Regions from separate parts of the Mus musculus genome. Here all the other regions are linked to region 1. The links are chromatin contacts, called in public HiChIP or PLAC-seq maps. All regions are on one chromosome and are shown on one strand. The core of a region is the stretch at or near the end of the contact, and the rest is flanking DNA. Distances in the headings are between cores, read along the strand shown. Region 1 overlaps Emilin2 (elastin microfibril interfacer 2). Region 2 holds the start of Lpin2 (lipin 2). Region 3 overlaps Lpin2 (lipin 2).

What was found. HiChIP or PLAC-seq counts read pairs in DNA pulled down with a chosen protein or histone mark.
Region 2: an H3K4me3 HiChIP or PLAC-seq map of bone marrow-derived macrophages shows a contact between it and region 1, with 2.4 times the contacts expected there. The contact joins the promoter of Lpin2 here to the enhancer-like site in region 1. A contact is called at or near these places in 6 of 39 promoter capture datasets (the 3T3-L1 cell line, the HPC-7 cell line, embryonic stem cells and 2 more), 2 of 484 Hi-C or Micro-C datasets (the HL-1 cell line and nephron progenitors), 3 of 115 datasets of contacts at active chromatin or transcription factors (bone marrow-derived macrophages, double positive thymocytes and pancreatic cancer cells) and 2 of 9 other capture datasets (adipose tissue and pancreatic islet).
Region 3: a BATF HiChIP or PLAC-seq map of CD8 T cells shows a contact between it and region 1, with 14 read pairs. The contact joins two enhancer-like sites. A contact is called at or near these places in 1 of 39 promoter capture datasets (erythroid cells), 1 of 15 datasets of contacts at CTCF or cohesin (CD8 T cells), 1 of 484 Hi-C or Micro-C datasets (erythroid progenitors), 2 of 115 datasets of contacts at active chromatin or transcription factors (CD8 T cells and the HPC-7 cell line) and 2 of 9 other capture datasets (adipose tissue and liver).

Annotation. Positions count from the first base shown.
Region 1 is chr17:71,286,416-71,291,365 of GRCm38.p6, reverse strand. The region is part of intron 2 of Emilin2 (elastin microfibril interfacer 2); the gene reads left to right. Among named protein-coding and RNA genes, the nearest start is that of Emilin2, 22 kb to the left of the region's middle. Within about 2 kb of position 3,030, at least 128 of the 459 cell types and tissues checked have an H3K27ac peak or open chromatin away from gene starts, as enhancers often do. A contact at or near this core is called in CD8 T cells, the HPC-7 cell line, adipose tissue and 3 more, where this site is marked.
Region 2 is chr17:71,181,424-71,186,373 of GRCm38.p6, reverse strand. It overlaps Lpin2 (lipin 2), which reads right to left and starts at 2,842. Exons shown (of 20, transcript NM_001357791.1): 1 at 2,630-2,842.
Region 3 is chr17:71,213,098-71,218,047 of GRCm38.p6, reverse strand. It overlaps Lpin2 (lipin 2), which reads right to left. Exons shown (of 20, transcript NM_001357791.1): 2 at 2,884-3,084. The coding sequence starts at 3,075. Among named protein-coding and RNA genes, the nearest start is that of Lpin2, 32 kb to the right of the region's middle. Within about 2 kb of position 2,982, at least 76 of the 459 cell types and tissues checked have an H3K27ac peak or open chromatin away from gene starts, as enhancers often do. A contact at or near this core is called in CD8 T cells, the HPC-7 cell line and adipose tissue, where this site is marked.

The DNA of each region.
Region 1 (4,950 bases), core at 1,781-4,280:
GCACTCCTGCCTCACCATCCTAGCATTCCCCTATACTGGGGTATCTAGCCTTCACAGGACTAAGAGCCTCCCTTCCCATTGATGTCAGATAAGGCCAGCCTCTGCTACACATGCAGCTGGAGCCATGGGTCTTTGGTTGGTGGTTTAGTCCCTGGGAGCTCTGGGGGTGTCTGGTCAGTTGATAATGTTGTTCTTCCTATGAGGTTGCAAACCCCTTCAGCTCCTTCAGTCATTTTCCTAACTCCTCGGTTGGGGACCCTGTGCTCAGTCCAATGGTTGGCTACAAGCATCTGCATCTGTATCTGTCAGGCTCTGGCAGAGCCTCTCAGGGGAAAGCTATATCAGGCTCCTGTCAGCAAGCACTTCTTGGCATCAGCAAAGCAGCAGGGTTTGGTGTCTGGAGATAGGTGCAAACTTCTTATTTCGGATGCTTTTATCCTTCCCCCAGTGTGACCATAGCTTAGAGAACAGTGTCCCTGTGTTTCAGATGATGACGATTTTAAAGTGAGCATGGGTTGGTACAACAGAAGAACCTCTTCTTATATCCATGGAGAAGTTTCTTCAGTCTCTACGTTTTCCATTTCTGAGGGATTGCAATCTTGTTATGGGTGTGGCCTAAAGGCTTGCCACAGTCCAGAGACTTTGTGGAAAGGCCTGGAGTTAATTAGTGGCTGGATGGCACAGCCAAATTTGTATAGTATCCACCACTCCAAAGTGGTTTGAGAACATGGTTGGGAGTGCAGATGAATGGAGGCGCACTGAACTTTGAAACGGGAGGACAGAGGTTGCAAAGCCTCCTCTGAGCTGAGTGAAGGAGAGCTGTAGACTTATAGTGTTTTGTTTTGTTTTGTTTTGTAGGAGTGTCCAGACAATTCAAAAAGAAAGGGAGTGATCAAAATAGAGGTCTTAGGTTGTCAAGATGACTTAGTGGGTGAAGGTAATTGCCACTGAGGGAAGAGTTTGGTACCTGGACCCTACATGGTGGAGAGTGAGAACCACCTTGTGCAAGTTGTCCTTTGACCTACATACATTTTAGTGTACATGAATTCACACACACACACATACACATACAGACACACACAGAAACACAGAGAAACACAGACACACACACACACAGACACACAGGCACAGACACACAGACACACAGACATACAGGCACAGACACACAGACACCTATGCACATACAGACACACAGATGCACAACACACACACACATAGACACACAGATACCCAGACACACACAGACACACACAGACATACAGACACACACACACACCTAGAAATTAGATTCTTCTTCAGTAGCTCTGAGAAGAAAGGCTGGCTCACAGACCCAGGCCAGCAGATGTTCTCATGGTCCACACTGTGGGAACACAAGGATGAGTTCATTAGGGAGTGGAGGGGAGCTGGTTTCTCTGTGATTTCTGCTGCTAGGAATGTGGAAACAGAGTAGAGGAATGAGAACCGAAGCCGTACATATGGGAAGAACAGCCTACAACAGAGATGGGCCTCCCATAGAGAGCTCTTATTTAAAACCATGTGAGCTGGCTCACGCTCAGACTCCCTTTTCTTTCCCAACACCCAGTGACTTGATCTGGGGATGTACTTCTCAGAGCTAAGAATGCGGCCTCCTTGGAACACAGCCTTAATCTATGGTTGATGGGCTGGATGCGGCCAGCACCAGATAACCTCGACTGAGTTGCTCAGAAGGCAGGTCCCATGCATGAGCTAACCCAAGAATAACAGCTCCATTATCTGCTGTAGCTGAGTTGGGGAGGGCTTGACACTGAGTTTTCTTTAATCCTTTCTTTAGGAATGAAGACTTCTTTTTTTTTTTTTCTCCAGGATAATTATAAATTGTGTGGGGAAACCTACTCATTACTCTGTATGATCAAGGCAAAAGACTGAGTGGGTTTTGAAACCTAACTTGCCCCTAAGTGTGTAAGGAAATTAACTCAAGAGGAAATAACAAAGCCATCAACTTATAATCAGGCTCTCCCCCAACAACTGTCTCCCCATTCCAAGAACCAGAACGCCCTTTCTGGAAGGGTGTTTTCATTCTGAACGCATTGCTTTGATCTAGGATCTGTTACCTTGTAACAACTTTAATCAAGACTCATTAACCTGACGTTTAGATTCATATAGTCATTTCAGATTAAAAAAAAAAAAAAAGTCATGGCCTAAGCATTCTGGCTTTTTAAAGTTTAGGGGAATTTTCCTAAAGAGCCGAGCTACATGTTTCACACTTCTTTGTCTCCAGGCCAGATTCTCCATGTGGTGATCCAATTAAAACTGTGTGATGCAGCAGAAAAGGATGGGAAGGTGGACTCTGAGTTTGTGTTTTAAGCTGTAAGGAGGACCTTGGCTTGGAATGGAGCCATAAGAGGGATCTAGGGACCGGAGTCCATCTCCTGACGTTGCATAGACCACGTTTAGAGATGGCCATGTGTAAAATGACCATTTTGACTTTCAGTCAGACACGAGATTCAAGTGGGAAGTATTTTAAAATTCCAGCATTTTGCCGGGCAGTGGTGGTGCACGCCTTTAATCCCAGCACTTGGGAGGCAGAGGCAGGAGGATTTCTGAGTTCGAGGCCAGCCTGCTCTACAGAGTGAGTTCCAGGACAGCTGGGGCTACACAGAGAAACCCTGTCTTGAAAAACCAAAAAGAAAAAAAAATTCCAACATTTCAGTGTTGAAATCACTTTCAACTCCATGGCCCTCACTGCCTGACTGCATTTGTTTTTGGCAGAGGGTCAATAAACAGAAAAAGTACATTTATTTAGTCATTCACTGACAAAAAAAAAAAAAAAAATCCCACAAAAAATAGGAAAAGCATGTCTGTGGTTCCTAAAAAATTAGTCTACCGTCTTGTCAGTTTCTCAAGGAGACCAAGTTTGTTGAAGTGAATTGCTTGTAAAACGGGAAGGAAATTCAGACACGCCCTGCAACATGCAAGACCCGCTAGGGTGTGAAAAGGGCTAGATGAAAAGACAAGTGCTTTAATGGTGTGTTCACGAGGCACCGGGAGCCATTGAATTCTCAGAGGAAGTGATGAACCACAGAGGTTAGACGTGTCAGGGAGTACGTGTTCGGTGACTATAGGGTTTTCATTTGGGAAGTTAGGGAGATTAACGTCACCCACAGACCTACAGACCTGATCCTATGATAATGGTCACGATGGGCTGGGTGGGGTCAGAGGTGGGACATTTACTAGGATATACAGTGTTCTGGGTTTGAATCCGAACTAATAAATATATAGATATATAAGTAAATGCTAAGGTGCTAAATGTTATATTGTATGTATTTTACTGCCATTTTATTCTGAAAAGTAAGTCACAGGCTGGGACCTGGATCAGTCGGCAGTGCTGGCTTAGCACGCACAAGGACCTGAGTTCAACGCCCCAGTACTCCTTACGATTAGGCGTGGTGGTATATGCTTGCGGTCCCAATCCTGGGGATTTGAATGGAGGGTGGACAGTCACTCTCAGTTACGTAGTAAGTCAGAGTTGAGTTGAGCTCTAAGGGGAAGATGTGACTTGTTGAGCTCTAAGGGGAAGATGTGACTTGGCAGCACACTGATTTCTCTCCTGGGATCCTCCGGGATGAGTCATTCTGTATGGTCCTCTCTTCATCCTCCTAGGTTGAGAGCCACCGGAACTGCATGTGCCAAATTGAGCCAGAAAAGTTGGCTTCAGGCTGTGGCAGGCCAGTGAGCAGAAGGAAAGAACTTACTAGAAAGTGTGTACTCTGGAAAAGTCCCAGGCTGAAGTTGTGTCCCCATGGTGGTGGTGGTGGTGGTGGTGGTGGTGGTGGTGGTGGTGGTGGTGGTGTGTGTGTGTGTGTGTGTGTGTGTGTGTGTGTGTGCTGGGCTTTGGATCTGTGCCAGGTTTTAGTCGCTAGAATATAGGTGAATGTCAAATGCAGGCTTAGGAGCCTTGGTTGTTGGTGCACCGCGCTGACGGTCCTCTTGGCAAAGATTTGTTTTTGAGCTTCATTTGGTGTCTTTGTACAAGCTGTCTGTCCCCTCTGCTGGGCTCAGAAAGCGTGGTTTAATAGAGGTCAAACATCAAGGTCTACCCCTGCAGCTTCCTGTACCGTCTCGTTTATTCTCTTCAGCAAACTCTGTCTGGTAGGATTTTCTGTGGTAACATTTATACTCTGATGTACTTGAAATGTGGCTGTTGGAATTAAATATTTGATTTTATTTTAATGTAAATATAAGTAGTTTGTGTGACTCGTGGGCACCTTGGATTGAACAGCTCTGGGTTACCCTTGGGTGTGTGGCTCTCAGGTAGTTCATCTTGAACCCAGGATTACACAGTCCAGTTTAGTTCTGAGAAGACTGAAGAATTGTCAGCTGCTTAGACCAGAGGATAAAGTTTTCTTCTTAAAATAGGAGATTAGATCACACAGACTTGGGCAGATACAGTACTTTTGTTTGAGTGACACACTATTAATCCAATCAATGATTTCATTTCATTGAATTCTTGCAATAGGACATGTTGTATTTCGTAACGATGTTTTAGACAATGCCTTAAAAAGAAATGCTCTTGCAGGGCCACAGTGATGCACACCTTTGATCCCAGTACTCAGGAAGCAGAGGCAACGCAAAGCTCTGAGTTCAAGGCTAGCCTGGTTTACAATGTAAGTTCCAGGATGGCCAGGGCTACAAAGAGAAACCCTGTCTTGAAAAAAACAAGCAAGCAAGCAAACAAACAAAGTTGGGGTGTAGGTCAGTGGTAGGCTGCCTGCCTATTGTATCTGTCAAGTCATAAAAAGCCAGGAGGAACTAGAAATACCCCTCATATCGAGAGAAGCCAGACTGAGAAGACCCGTGTGGTTTCAGCTCTTCGACATTCTGGAGAAATTAGGGAGAAAATAAAGACCAGAGGCCCCTGGGGAGGAGGATAAAGAAGGATAAGTCGTCAGGGACTTTTAGGGTAGCGAAACT
Region 2 (4,950 bases), core at 1,593-4,092, 100 kb after region 1:
CTGTCCGAAAACAATATGGTATAAGGTAATAGAGGAAGGCACCTGACTCCCTTCTTTGTTTACATGAACACAAGTGCACACATTTACCTATGACATTGTAGGGGAGGTAGATCCCCTAACTGTTAGCAAAGTGAGTAAGAAAATGTATTCAAATATTTTATTACAGGGGGCTTAGGATATAGTTCGGTTGGTAGAGTACTTGCCTAGCATGCACAAAGCCCTGAGTTCAAGTCTCAGAACTTCCTCAACCAATTATGGTGGCACACAATACAGAGTAAGTTCAAGACCTGAACTATCTGAATGAGACTGTCTCAAAAACATAAAAACTTTATTATCAAGACATCATCAGAGTGTTATCACTGCAGGGTATATCTTCCAGCTATTCCAATTTTTTTAAAGAATTATTTATCTTATATATATGAGTACACTGTAGCTGTCTTCAGACACACCAAAAGAGGGCGTCAGATCCCGTTACAGATGGTTGTGAACCACTATGTGGTTGCTGGGAATTGAACTCAGGACCTCTGGAAGAGCAGTCAATGCTCTTAACTACAGAGCCATCTCTCCAGCCCCCATTCCAATGTTTTAATGAGACATTGTTTACACTGGATTCTGACAACTGAAGGCCCGACTACAAAGCTATAAGCTATTTTGCCATGAAGGTGACAGGTCCTAGGACCCTGAACCTAAGCCAAAAGTATTAATTTACTTAGCAATGAAGGGAGTCAGACACAGCTAAAGCAAAGTTGCAAATCAACTCCTGCAACCCTGCTGACCAGCTGATTGAGAGGGTACACTTCCTACAGCCCCACCCCTAAACAAAGTGACAACAGGCCCTGGGGACAGACAGAGGATTTCAAAGACAAGACACATAGGCTTAACTTAGACTTAAGATCTTGCCCACAGGCTGCTGAACACCTAAGGGAGGCACCAGTGCACCTCCCAGCAAGAAGGGTTCCAACTCATTGTCCCACTTCTGAAGTATATTATGCACACCATCAGAGAGGATAGCTGCAGTGACCTATACTATATTTAAGTCCAATATTAATATTTAAACACAACAAAATGTCCACCGTAATGTTCACTGGCCTAACCTTTGACCACCTCTGACCCGTGATAGCACCAAGATTATCCCATCCAAGGCATACCATACAAGAAAATTTGATGATTTCATTTCATTCCACTGGCTCCCAGTGACCTACAAGGACAAACTGCTTGCAGCTTCTTCTCTTCACTCAAGAAGCCCCAACCAAAGCTCTTCTAAAAGCCAGCCTCTGTGCTTAGTAATAAACAGCTATTGGAGTCTTGCCTGCGGGGATCCTGTGCCCAGTGCAGGGGATAGTCCAGTCAGTAAACCAAAACGCACAAGGCTAAGCAAGGAGAACAAGCATACAGCCATTCAAGAAACAAAGCTCCGACCTTTATCCCTTTATCTGCTTAACTGCACTTGGCGTTCAAGGGTTTTCAAATGCTCCCATTTCCAGAGCCTCTTAAGCATACAGCTGCTCTGCCGAATCTCAATTTTGCCACAAACGCGAAAGTAGACCCAGCCATTTCATTTCTAGCATGCTACAGCTATTCTGCTACTACCTCGAACTTGAAGATCGCTGGGGCCGATAAACCACAATCAAGAACACATTTAACTAGGAGGAAGCCCGTAGGAGGCTACCCACGGGCAATGTGAGAGGGCACACCGGGCAGGGCAGCCCAACGAGGGCTAAAACACCTGTTTCCTCCCACACTTGGTGGCTGGCTGGGTTGCTAACCCAGTCTAGCAATACCTGCCACGATTCGTAGTTTTAAGCCAGTGAAAGCAATCAATGTCGGATCAACACAGACACTAACCGGCAAATGATCCCAAAATAGATTTCAAAATTCAACTTGTGTTATCATAACGTTTTAAATTAGTGAGGCGAGGTTCGGTACCAACTTAACCAGCATCCCTACTGCTGGGCAAATGAGCTTCAGCGCCATGCAAGAGCCTCAGTTTCCATTTTTAATTTTTTTTTAAGTCTCAAAGATGCATTAAAATAAGTGTGTGGCCGCTTGTTCAGTAATCCCTCAGTGCCTCTCCAAGTATCCTGCGTTCCAGTACTTTCTGAAAGCGAGGGCGATCTTCCTAGTCTTGTTCTGCATAATTATGGCTCCGAAACGCCATCCTAAATTTGAATGAAAATAATTTTCTTAGGCTGGGGTGGATCCGCGGCGCTCAAAACTGGGCCTCAGAGCTCCGGTTCCCACAGCCGACAGAACCTTCCAGGGCCCCGGGGGTCGCCGGCAACAGGCTACTCACATCTAAACCAGGTCCGCGGCCTGCAGGAGGCGGCGGCGACGGCGACGGCGGCGGCGGGCAAGCCAACGGCCTGAGGGAATAACTGCACCTCGCCAGTCCCGGCCGGGGGATGACCGCGACCGCGCGCCGGCGTCCGCTCCCCTCCCCCAGGCCCGGGGCTGCGGTCCCCGGGCGCGCCGCCCGCGGCTCGGAGGACCGCTGCCGACGTGAGGGTCTCCGCAGACGCCCGCGCGTCCTCAGGCGGCGCGGCCGCGGCTACGTGGCCCACGCGAGGCGAGGCCGCGAGCGGGGACGCGGCCCCCCGGGAAGCCCCGGCGCTGTCTCCGGCCCGCTTACCTGCGGCACCGCGCGCGGCTCTCACTCGGCGGACTGTTGTGCAGCCCCGCAGGGATGCCCCAAGAAGCGGGGGAGCAGGGGGCGGGGCCGCCGCCTCCGAAGCCGCGGGCTACAGCGGAGCCCGCCGGGCCTCATGAATGGGACGCGGCGGCGGCAGCAGCGGCGGCGGCGGCCGAGCTGGCGGTAGACTGCGCGCACGCCCCGCCCCGGCCCGGCCACGTGACGCGAGCTCCGCCCCCGCCGGCCGCGCGCCTGGAGCCCTGGGCCCCTCCGGGGAGAGAGCAGCTCGACGCCGGCGCCGGCCTCAGAAGGGCGCTTTAAAAAAAAGTTTCCTCCGGTCCCCATGGCAACCTTGCGGCGCTGCGTCGGGCTTCAGAGTCCAGCTACCAAAAAAGAGTGCAAACGGTCTGCTGCATAATGGTGTCCCCGCGTAACGCGAGTGCACCATCATGGGATCACTGCAGAACCCGTATCTTTCCTTATTTACCCTTGGAGCTCGGTGATAACACCGCCTACTTAAAAAGTGCACTTTAACGGCTGCAGCTGCGAGTGTTAGTGACGGCGGCTGTTTTTCGTCTTGTATATCTGCAGCTGGTTCTTTCGATGGAAGGCCATGGCATCACTTCTAAATGCTTGTTAATTTCTTCGTGCTCACCGCGAGCATGAACAGTGTGACACAGTCTTCCGGCCGCTGAGCCATGCATTTATACAAACTCTCTCCGGTATGGGCCTGGGCACAGCAGTTTCTTTGCAACAATGAAGCGCGGTGAGCATAGTCTGTGCTGGGACCCGGGAAACCTTTCGTTTCCCTGCCTAAGTACCGCCGTGTGGAATTCAACCAGATTGCCTCAGTAGTTACCAAGGTCCACAGAGACACCCAAACCTACTGGGATTTTTCACTTCAGCGTGGCTCTTCATCTGATCTACCAGTGAAAGAAATGTTTTCAAGGTTGAAAGTTTCCCGTAAATGCTCGAGAAATACTACTCCTCCGCTGTGGGGAAGTGCAATTAAACCCAGAGAACCCAGTCCTCAATCCCCAAGTCAATGCACTGGGAACAGCTACACCTTCATTCCCATTGGGAGCCCAATGTAGCTTGCAGCCCAGACTGTAGAACACGCTGTTACTGTTTGTTCTCTAGCTTCTCATTCTTGACTTTTCCTGTTTCTCTCGGGATAGTTTCATTACCTCCTACCTTGGGAGGGAAATATTCTCACGCTTCCTTCCTCTCATCATGCAGAAAGCAGCAGACAACCCGCCCTTCCTCTGTCACCGCCCCCTCTGGGCTTTGACACCTTACTCAGAAGGATTGGTTCATGTTTATAGTATTTTCCTCATTCTCTAGTGGCTGCCTGCTTCATGCTACTACTGAGGCAGAAGAGGAACTAATTAAATATTTGTTGACTGTTCCTCGACTTCCCCCAGCTGATACCTGTAAAGTTGGGGCACACCCAACTCCCATCTGCTTCACTGCCCAGAGTCTTTCCTCACCTTCTGACCCTACCACCTTCCAGTTTCATGGCCAAGAACCTTCCCCCACCAATCATCGGTCTGCTAGTCTAGATGTATCTTTCATTTCAAAGAGAGAAGACCTTGTTGCCCCTAATGTAGTTTGGCCCGAGATGTTTTGACTCTAGAGTTGCAAGCTGTCTTGATGTTTTGTTTAAGAATATCTTTCTGTGTCCTTTCGGGGTTTCCCCACCGTGCACTGCAGCCTCTCCTTACAAGCCATGGAACGGCATATTCTTTTGTTTGTTTGTTTGTTTTTGTTTTTATTTTTAATAATTCTTATTTTTGAAATTAGGATATAATTACAGCATTTCACCTTCCTTTTCCTTCCTCCAACCCATCTCATGCATTCCTTGCTCTCGCTCATATTCATGGCCTCTATTTTTTCATTGCTTATACATACATTCATAGATATATAAATCAGCCTGCTCATAACATAAACACATACATGTTAATTGTATGTATATTATTTCAGGACTGATCATTTTGTACTGGATAACTAATTGGGGTGTCTCTTCCCTAGAGAAGACTATTTCTCCCACTCAGAATTACTTAATTGTCTGCAGTTCTTTGTCTAGGGGTGGGGTCCCCTAAGAATTCTCCATTCCATATTAATATGCCTATTGGTATGGTTCTTGTTCAGGTCTTGAAACAGCCAAGTTGAGGCTTCGTGGGTATAGCTTCCTTGACATTTCTGAGACAAAAATCTCATAGCAAACTTCCTGTTCCCTCTGTCTCTTACAATCGGTCTGCCTCCTCTTCTTCCACATGATTCCTGATCCTTGGGAGCAGGATTTCTGTGGTAGATATATT
Region 3 (4,950 bases), core at 1,733-4,232, 73 kb after region 1:
CACAAGCCCTTAGTTAAATGTTCTCTTATATAAGTTGCTTTGGTAATGATATCTCTTCACAGCAACAGACCAGCAACTAAGACAAGCACCAAGGTAGATCAAGTGCTCCCCAAGGAGGACTCTCAATTTGTCAAATTCTAGTGATACTGTCTAATGGTGGTGACTCATTATTCCCTAGTTGTATTCCTAGATTGTGCTTTAGCCTTGTTCAATGTATTCAACTGATGCTAAAATGAGAAGATACAGATACTGGAGGTAATGAATGTCTGCTTTGATGTGCATCCTTTAGTTGTGAGTATCTCTGATACCTTCTGGGATCTGCCCATCCTTATTTCAGACTCTACATTTCAAGTGGATTCAGGTGAAGGTGAGGCTTTTATTTAATCCAGCCCAATGGACTTGTTCCATTCCAGCGACAGTGACTAGCCTTGGATGGATGTGATCCAAGCATGAAGCCAGCACTTCTAAAGGCAATGTCTCTCTCGCCTGTGCTGGCTGAATTAATGGCAGTGAGCCTGGCAGCACTGGCTGCTGTCTGGCATGAGGAAGAACTCAGACAGAGGCAGAACTCTAAGGTGGGGAATCAGAATCCTGCCAGTGCCTTTAACCCCTCCCTACACCAGCACTGACTAAAGTAGATGCCCCTGGACTTTGGCCTAACTTTTCTGCTTATAACAGTAGGAGGGTAGGCTTTTGTCACCCATGCTGGGGACAGTTCCAATACATTGGGCATTTACTTCAATAAATAATCATGATACTGATTTTGTGAAACATTAACAAAACGTGTACTCTGAGTTACTAGATGTCACAAGAGGACTGGTCTTCTGTCAAACATGGACACGTCATAGGAAATGACTGCCTCTAAACAGCTGTTTTAAAGTAGTTATGATTTCAGGTGCTGCCACACGTGAAAATGTAGTTAATTTAAAAATCAGTGAACAGCTTACCCTAATGCAGAAAGGCCTGCGACAAGAGGTCAATGTAAGTCACCAGTGCGCCTATGACAGATAAAGCTCAAGTTTTACTTTCATAAGAAAGCTGTGTTTTGGTAAATCAAATGGACAGATTTCTTCTCAAATAGATCTCCTAGATTCTGGGATATGAAGGAAGGGAACAGGAAAGAAGAAATTTTTTCTTTTCTTGGGCCCTGTGTATTATGATCCTAAAAGTACTTGGGGTAGGGGTGGGATGTCTGACAAGGTATTTAACAGTTAATGGTTAATAAAACCACCCGTGTAACCTGGTAAAGAAATTACATCTCTAATTACAAAGTGCACAGAGAATACACACATCTGCTCAGCTTCTCACTTACACAGAGGACAAATGCCTGCACACATCTGCTGCAGCTCCACTCAAAGGCCAAAAGCCTGAGTCAACCTATCAATTAGAAACCTGGTTCCAGAGAACGGTGGGGGGCGGGTATGGTATGGTGGGAGAAACTTCTGAGAAGACCCCCAAAAGAAATTTTACAAACAGATCCTTGAACATCTATGGAGAAACAGCTCTAATATGAAAGTACTAATAGTGTCACTACAAAAACCACAAAGGAAACAAACACAGAAAGCACTAACTATGGCTAGACAACCCTGCCCTAGAGTAGAAGCTGCCAGGCCAAGAAGTAACACTGTAGCTGCTTCTGCTTTCTAATGGGATCAAGCAAAGGCTAGTCTGAAAAATCCAGTGGGAAATGATTTTATAACACCCAAAGAGATGGTTTCTCTTTGAAAAATAAAGTCTAGTTTTGGAAACCCACTTTCTTTCAGTTTCAAAAACCCAAAGCCTAAGTAGAGGGAGATGTATATCCAAAAAAACACCAGCAAAAACCTCTTTAACTTGTGCATGTTGGTCCTTCGGCACCCACCCTTCCACTGTGCTACCCAGTGGCAAAGTGCTCCGAAATCTTAGTAAGAGTTGCTGACATTATTATCACCATGTGGAAGACAATGTGGAAGTGAAAAGTTGCCAAATACATGCTCTACAAAGTTTTATCATTAACTCTGTTTTAAAACCTACCATACACACAATTCAAAAACCTTCTTATTGCCCAATACTTGAGGGAAATGATAATTTAAAAACATCCAAACACTGCCCCCCATTAAATGCAAAAGAGGAAAAATACAAACATTCAATTGGGGTGTTTATTTCTTTTAAATAAATATAATCTACACTTGATTACATGAGCTTAGTCTACCTACTCATAATCAGTACAACAATATTATCATATATGTTTGTGTGTATGTATCAATCAATCAATCAACAGGCTCTCCTGTGTCTCAGGCTGGCCTCGTGCACCTCTGCTATGTGGCTGAGCTGAGAATGCTCCTGTCCTTCTGTCTCTACCTCCTCAGTGCCTGCACAGGCTTGGTGCATGGTATGCAAATGTTTTGCTGACTAAGCTGTATCTCCAGACTGCATTATTTTATTTTTAGAGAGCCTTTTTTTTTTTTTAAACTGAGGATTTAAAGCATGTACATGAGCCACAGGGTACACGGGTCAAGTCACTGGATGACTTCTGAGTGTGTTCTCTTGTTGCACCCTGTGGGTCTCAGGACTGATGGAGAGAGCCTTTACCACTGAATCATCTTGCTGGCCCTACACTATTTTAAAGTGCTATATTAAATAAAGCAAAATTTCTTTTTCAAAATAAGCCCAACTTCCTCATTTGTAATTATCTCCAGTTTTGTTCTGAGTCTCTTCATGATTTCAGTTTCTTTTTCATTTGGAGAAACTTTCTATAAGAGAGTCTTTTGAATTTAGAAGCCAATTCAAAAGCAGTACCTATAAAGTTGGTTTCTTACCATGGTCTTCAATAGCATGCAAGTTTAAAAAAAAAAAAAAGAGTAAGAGGAAGGGGCCGGTCACCATGGTGACCTGTGCACTCACCACTTTCTCCTTGGACCTCAGGACACCCAGCTTCCCGAAGCGTACGTGAAAAGGCGAGCACTGGTAGGAGCCATCCTGCTGCCTCACCACGACCACATCGATGCATCCAGACAACGTGGCTTGGTTAATGCCCTTGTAGAGTTCCTTCACAGTGACGAGCACCTGCCCAGCCAGCTGGCCCACATAATTCATGGTTTGAGACTGAGAAAAGAAAACGATGTCAGCACTAACTTTGACAACTAACAGCAACGACATAAAGAGTTTGATTAAACATACACTCTGCTCTGCTGTCCAGAGCCCATTGCTCTCCTGCTGCCCCAGCTACATCACACATATGTCTCAGACTGGCAGTGCCTCTAAGTGGGGTTGGAGGCTGTGGAAGTTCTGTTTCCTTCCACACCCCAGGGTGGGGCCAACTGTCTTCATCTCCCTCCACCAACCGCTCAGGACCTGCAGTACTATGTCCACTCTGACCACAGGAGGCAAGGACAGGAGGACTGTCACCTCCAGGGGAAGCTTGGGATTTATCTTTGCAGAGAGACAAGGGATACAACTGAGAACCGAGATCTTCTGGTTCAGATACATCAGGTACATGCTGCGTCAAGCGAGCTGTGGTAAGCTGCGCCAAGACTAACACACGTACCATGACTTCAGAACCTCAACATGGCATAATGGGACATAACGTTTGTGTCCCACAATGTTCAGAGCACAAAAGGGGTTTTGGTTTCTCAACTTCAACTCACTACTCAAATCAAGATCACCAGAGCTCTGCAATTCAAAAGAGAGAGGGTACATCTAAATCTGGCTTCACCCCTTACCCTGACTCATCCACTGAAAAACCCAACCCACACCAAAACAAACCCATTAGTCCTCAGGCTGTCAGCTCTCCCTCCAGCGGGTGAACACACCATCACTCAGCAGACACCTTTATGTTACGTTAAAGCCAAATCCACAGAGAGTCCATCCCCTGGATGTAGGATCAGAAAAACCTCCAGCTTTAGGCTAATGCAGAAGTCAATTTTTATTGGACTCTAGGAGTAATGAGTCCAAACTATTAACTGCGCAGAGTGGCCTCTCTAAACCAGCTCTGGTTGCCCTAAGCTCAAGATTCCATATTTGCAAAGTTCTAGAGAGACATTCTGTGTTGTCAGGTAAGTCCTAGGTGGAACAGGGACAAAGTGCTGATCCCCTAAAAAAAATGAAGTGGACCTGCCAGGTCCCATCAGCACATAACTCAGCCTACTGGCCAGAGACAGTCAGTGCCTAAGGCAAGACAGACTCCACTCAACAGTCTATACAGAGATGACTGTAACCACAGTCTAGCTGTTGAGTAGCCTGAAGCATATAATCCTGATTATTCCCCTGGGTATTCCAAGGTTTCCAACTGCACATTCCAAAGAGCTTGCTTTGTGCAATGTACACAAGCAGCTACATTTACTACGATCTCCTAAGGTGGAGGATGTCATAATTATAAAGAAAATATGTTATAGCCATGAAACAATTATAAACAGGTGGCTTTGGTTTTAGGATGAGGATGGTTGCTTTTATTTTGATAGCAAGGCCAGATTAAGCACACATCAAATACTTAATTTTTGAAAAAAAAATTTTTTTGAGATAGAGTCTCACTGTACAGTCCTGGCTGGCCTGAAACTCAAGACATAGACTAGGTTGCTTCTGAGCACAGAGGGATCTGCCCACCCCTGCCTCCTGGATGCTGAGATTAAAGGTGCCACCACTCCTGACCAACCTTTCTCTCCAGGGTCTCTTTGTAGTCAAGATGGCCTAGAACTTAAGACAACTTTAGTCTCTAAAGTGTTGGGATTACAGGTGTGTGCTACTATATTTGACAATAATTATTTCTTGAATAAGGAAAGAACTATCAAATGAACTACCAATAAACAAGCTAAAACCAATAAACAGCTAAGAGTCATTACTGTACTATGTGCAGCAGAAATACTATTCCATCAGATCACTCATGGATAATCTCATTGTATTTTTTCTTTTTGAAATGGTCTTACTATGTAGCCCCAGCAGGCCTGGAATTCACTATGAGGACGCTACCGGCCT